Regions from separate parts of the Sus scrofa genome. Here region 1 is linked to region 2. A link is a contact called in public Hi-C data. All regions are on one chromosome and are shown on one strand. Each heading gives the region's core, a stretch centred on a gene start, on an enhancer-like site or on the middle of the called end of the contact. The rest is flanking DNA. Distances are from core to core; before and after follow the strand shown.

Region 1 (2,700 bases), core at 112-2,611, 550 kb before region 2:
AGATAATCTTCTTTTCTTACTTCAGAGACAGGATATCATCTTAATAAGGCAGCTAATAAGAACATTCACAGGTCAGAAAGTGAGAGTGACGGAGATACATTAATGGAAAACCACCTTCAGCTCTGAGTAATGATTAGATCGCAAAGCTGGTTGAATTAAATTGACTTTAAAAAAAAATGCGTGGAGGATGAGCGTTGTGATTCTGAGCATAAGCTTCTTCTTTCTTTTTTTAACAAGAAACTGACATTTTACTTCGGATTTCGTGGGGGAAAGGTGGGATTAGCATTGCACCCCACACAGGAGGAGGGGCTTATTTTCCCATTAGATGGCTCCTTCCCTCCCAGATTCATTCTCTTCCCAGGCAGCCTGCCTCTTCCTCTGCCTCCTTTCTCTTTTCGCTCAGCTTTTGTATTCCATGCAGCAAAGTATAAATTGATGGGTGTCCTTTATCCAGAAATTTCGTTTTCTTAAGTTCAGCCCTATAATAGTTTTGTTTTCATAAACCATTATGGGTCAGGGAAGAGTAAACATCTTTGCTAAAAAGGATAATGACTTTTTCCTTGTGAGGTTTTTTTTTTTTTTTCCTTCCTTTCTGCTGGCCTGCGCCACAGCCATAGCAACGCCAGATCCGAGCCTCGACGGCACCTTACACCACAGCTCATGGCAACACCGGATCCTTAACCCATTGAACAAGGCCAGGGATCGAACTTGCAACCTCATGGTTCCTAGTCAGATTCATTCCCACTGCACCGTGATGGGAACTCCTTTTTTTGTTATTGTTGTTTTTTGGTTTCCTCCCTTTTCAGGTTAAATTTCAATGATCAGGGTTTTTTTCCTCCTTTTCAAATTTTTTTTTTTTTTTTTTTCTTTTGGTAGCACCCACGGCATATGGAAGTTCCTAGGCCAGGGATCCAATCCAAGCAGCACTGCTGAGACCTATGCTGTGGCAATGCAGATCCTTAACCCACTGTGCCAGGCCGGGGATGGAACCTGTGTTGCTGCAGAGACAATGCTGGCTCCTTTGCCTGCTGTGCCACAGTGGGAACTCCCTCCTTTTTAATGTTTTTAAAGCGAGTTACCTGTAGGGTAGCCTGTCACTCCCCAGATGTGTCCATATCATGCCGGGCCCAGGAGAAAAGTGCAAGAAACAAGAACTTCGGCTTCCCAGAGTGAGGTTGAACAATTGCTCATCCTCACAGGATCAATTAAATGTGTGAAAAACACACTTTTTTGAATTGCTCAACTAACTGCTGAGTCATCTCTCACTGTCGTTGGCTCCGAAAAGCTGTTCGGAGTTTGCTCCCAGCTCTGCGCTGTCCCCCAGTGATCTGACTCTCCTCCTGGGGTGTCATTGACTTGGGCAGGTCAGCGGCAGGGAGGTGGTGCTGGAGCAGGAGCCCTTCTCCAGGCTCCGAAGGCGAGTCCCTGCTTGCTCGGAGGCGCCTCCTGAAACCCAAGTTTGGCTTCCAGGAGGGATTTTATGATGCAAATATTTTAAGCACAACTTTGAAGATTTTGCCATTAAAAACAGTCTCACGTGGCTCAGGGCCCAGCCGACTGCAAACTACAAGGACGGGAGTGCCATAAATTGCTGGCAAGTGACAAGAAGGAAACAGCCCGGATTTCTAAACCAAGGCGACCTGGCTAATGACCCAGTTTCTGGGTTCAGTTCGTATCTGACTTGCTTCTACTCGGCTCTCGTCAGCGGCAACACACTTAGCACAGTTGTTTATGCTGAGATGAAATGGGGGGAACATGTTAGCCTGACAACCCAGAAAGGGGTTGGAGAATGGCTCCCCTGAAAGGCTGGGGATTTTGGAACAATGCAAAGCTTTGATCTTGGCTTGTGGGGTCATGAATTTATCCTGCACATGCTGACGTGCAACTGTCTCTAAGCCACCTTTTTTTATTTCTTTTTCTAATTAAAAATTTTTCCTATTATAGTTGATTTTCAATGTTCTGTCCATTTCTGCTACACAGCATAGTGACCATATATATATATGTACACACATTATTTTTCTCACATTATCTTCTATCATGTTCTATCACCAGTGCTTGGATATAGTTCCCTGTGCTGTACAGCAGGACCTCATTGCTTATTCTTTCTAAATGCATCTCCTAACCCCAAACTCCCGGTCCATCCCACTCCCTCCCCCTCCCCCTTGACAACCATGAGACTGCCCTCTGTGTCCCTGCGTCTGTGTCTGTTCTGTAGACAGGTTCATCTGTGCCGTATTTTAGAGTCCACAAATAAGTGATATTGTGTGGGATCTTTCTCGCCAAGCCTTCCTTTATGTTACTGGCGTGGGCTTGCCTTCCAACTGAGCCCAAGGAGCTGGCCCTCGGGTCCAAGCCACCAAAGCCTGTCCACAAAATCTGAACCGGCCATCAGAGTGCCCCGCTGGCTCTTGGCGCCCATGTTACTTGGTGGCCTTGTGTATGTGTTGCTTTACAATTCGCACAACACTCTCTTCTTTTTCCAGCCCTAAACCCTGTGAAGCATGTTTGAGAAATGAAAGTCCAGTGTTATGCATGAGGAAACTGGACCTCCCCGAGTTTGTGACTTGCCAGTCGGTAAATAGCTCAATCAGAACGTGAAACCCGTTGTGCTGAACCTGGGGGGTCATAAGGGTTTTATCGAAAGGAAAAGTTTTTGTTTCTAACAATTTAAAATTCTTTGCATGGTGGTAAGTCATTGAG
Region 2 (2,700 bases), core at 144-2,643:
GAGACAAATTCCATACGATATCACTTACATGTGGGATCTGAAATATGGCGCAGATGAACCTATCTCCAGAACAGGAATGGACTCACAGACATAGAGAACGGACTTGTGGTTGCCAAGGGGGAGGCAGAGGGCGTAGGATGGACGGAGGGAGTCCAGAGTTAGTAGGTGCAAACTGTCACATTTAGAATGGATAACAACAAGGTCCTACTCTATAGCACAGGGAACTATATCCAATGTCCTGGGATAGACCACGATGGAAAATAATATATAAAAAGAGTGTGTGTGTGTGTGTGTGTGTGTGTGTATGACAGAGTCACTTTGCTATACAGCATGAATTGGCACAACAATGTAAATCAACTATACTTTAATTTTTAAAAATTGTAGGAGTTCCCATCGTGGCTCAGCAGAAAAGAATCTGATTAGTATCCATGAGGACGCAGGTTTGATCCCTGGCCTCGCTCAGTGGGTTAGGGATCCGGCGTTGCCATGAGATGTGATGTAGGTTGCAGGTGCGGCTTGAATCTGGCATTGCTGTGGCTGTGGCATAGGCTGGTGGCTACAGCTCCGATTCAACCCTGGGAACATCCGTATCCCTCGGGTGTGGCCCTCAAAAGACAAAAATAAAAAAAGTGCAGGGAAAAGCAGCTGGCAAAATAAATGTTTTTAAACTGACGGGCCCTCCTCGCCTTCCCTCTTCCCTCCGTTTCTGGCACCCTCGGCCCCTTCCCTCTGCCATCTCCCTCCCCCACGTCTGGTTGGGACCAGTTTGCCAAAAGCGATGGGGGTGGTTTTCAGTAGCCTCCGTTAAAAGACAAAAACAAAAAACCACCTCCCAGGAAGGCCTTTAGCATGATAGCTGAGAAGAAGTTATTATTTTAGCCCCTTCTCCCCTCCTCACCCTCCAGAATGGCCTGATGTGATAAAATTATATCTGCAGCCTCTCAAGTCCCCCCAGCACTGTTCTCTTTTGATATGACCACTGCTGTGTGTGTGGCCGGGAGCTCAGCGTTCCTTCTTGTGCGACCATGTGGGTGTTCTGGGTCAAACAGATTCTTTCGGACTGGGCAGTCATGAGTGCAAAAAAAAATGTCCTTGGACCTGTTACCCTCCACACGAATCGTTCACCTCTCTCTCCCTTTCCTGTAACTGCCAAGGGCTTCGTATGTGGCACCTGCAGCCCAGGACTTATTTCCTTGACCCTTCTCAGCCTAGTTTCTGTCCCCTCCGCTAGACTGACTCGTTTGCTCAAATGTTAGATGGCACTTCCTCTTCGCACGCCCCACACCCCTGGCCTTCGCTTGCCCCGAATTTCTTCAGCCTTGGCACCACACCATCGCAACCCGAAAGCTTTCTTCTCTCCTGCAGTTCATGCCGCTGCACCATCTTGGTTTTATCTCCACATCTCTGACCACTTCCCTTTTTGACCGGTTTCTCTTTTCCTCCAACATTCAAATACAGGCCTTTGCCAAGGTCTTGCCTTTGCCCCAGATATCTTCTCCCTGAATTGCCTTTTGGAGCCACTCTACTCAGACGATACCCAAATTTCAGCCCATTCCAATGTGGCCTAAGCATTGGACTTAAACGTCCAACTTCTTTCTAGGTGATCTTGACTGGCCTCACCCAGTGCGTTCCCTGTAACAGCTGCTCATTTAATATTTGCTGAACTGAACTGGCCAACTGACATCCAGCGCAGGTGTTTATCTAGCCCAGAAGAACCAAACCCGGGCAAAGATCTAACTTAATTGGACTCTGAACATGCACACTTAGGCTTCTCATCCAGGTGGTAAACCCTTCCTCTTCTTGGGTAGCAGAGTCAAACTTATATTTTTGCTCCTAAAAACTCTTTTGAGAAGCCTAGAATTTCTCCATGAGAGTAGCTTTAGCCAAATCTCAAAAAAAAAAAAAAAAAAAATTTAAAAAATGCAGAGGTGCAGTTGCCGGAAAGCTCTTCTTTCTGCTTCCCCGTCCCTTCCATAATCTGTTTTGGAGTCAGAGGCATAAAACATATTAATATTGTAGGCCTATGTCCGGATTGCTGAGTTGTTCTGACATTCCCCACAACTCTTGGGACTTTGTGTCACAACTCTGTAAACGTTGTCTATTGAAGATTCATATCTGGGCTCGTATCCAAACTACCTTTACATAAATTTCACACAAATAATTTAGAGCCTCCTTCCATTCCAGCTGGCAGCCCCAGTAACTGCACATGTTAAGGTCACAGCAGGCTTGCTGGGGAAGATGTTGACCATGAACTTCTCTCTTAGAGAGGGCAACACGGGATGCTTCCCATGCACAGGGGTGTAGACATGTTTGTCCAGGTCACCATGTGAAAACCCAGTCCTGTGTCTTGGAGCAACCCCAGAAAGAGGCTGTCCTGGAAGGGGGTCCGGCTGAGGCAGCCCAGGGTGTTTCCCGAAGTGGACCGGGAGGGTCTCAGCTGTTCCCCTGGCTCACACCTCTCTCACCATGACACTCTTTCCTAAGGGTTTCTCAACACTACGTGTCACCATGGGCAAGCGTCAACCCAAGAGGAAGGGACAAAGCGGTCACGGGTGCCCAGCCACCCCCATCACAGCAAGCACCCCAGCCACCGTAGCTCGTGTCCACATTTCTTCCAGCTTCTTGATGCCACCACCTTGCCCAAGTTCTCTGGGGGATTTCTGGATGTTTCTGTTATATCTCTAGGGTGGAAACCCAGGG

What was found. A called contact is a pair of places that touch in the nucleus more often than the background predicts.
Region 1: a contact with region 2 is called in a Hi-C map of liver, with 2.6 times the contacts expected there. The contact joins two enhancer-like sites. A contact is called at or near these places in 4 of 47 Hi-C or Micro-C datasets (embryonic fibroblasts, liver, skeletal muscle and 1 more) and 1 of 2 datasets of contacts at active chromatin or transcription factors (skeletal muscle).

The regions. Positions count from the first base shown.
Region 1 is chr10:56,962,007-56,964,706 of Sscrofa11.1, reverse strand. No RefSeq gene overlaps it. Among named protein-coding and RNA genes, the nearest start is that of NRP1, 530 kb to the right of the region's middle. Within about 2 kb of position 1,361, at least 10 of the 83 cell types and tissues checked have an H3K27ac peak or open chromatin away from gene starts, as enhancers often do. A contact at or near this core is called in liver, where this site is marked.
Region 2 is chr10:56,410,359-56,413,058 of Sscrofa11.1, reverse strand. The region is part of intron 3 of NRP1 (neuropilin-1); the gene reads left to right. Among named protein-coding and RNA genes, the nearest start is that of NRP1, 19 kb to the left of the region's middle. Within about 2 kb of position 1,393, at least 18 of the 83 cell types and tissues checked have an H3K27ac peak or open chromatin away from gene starts, as enhancers often do. A contact at or near this core is called in liver, where this site is marked.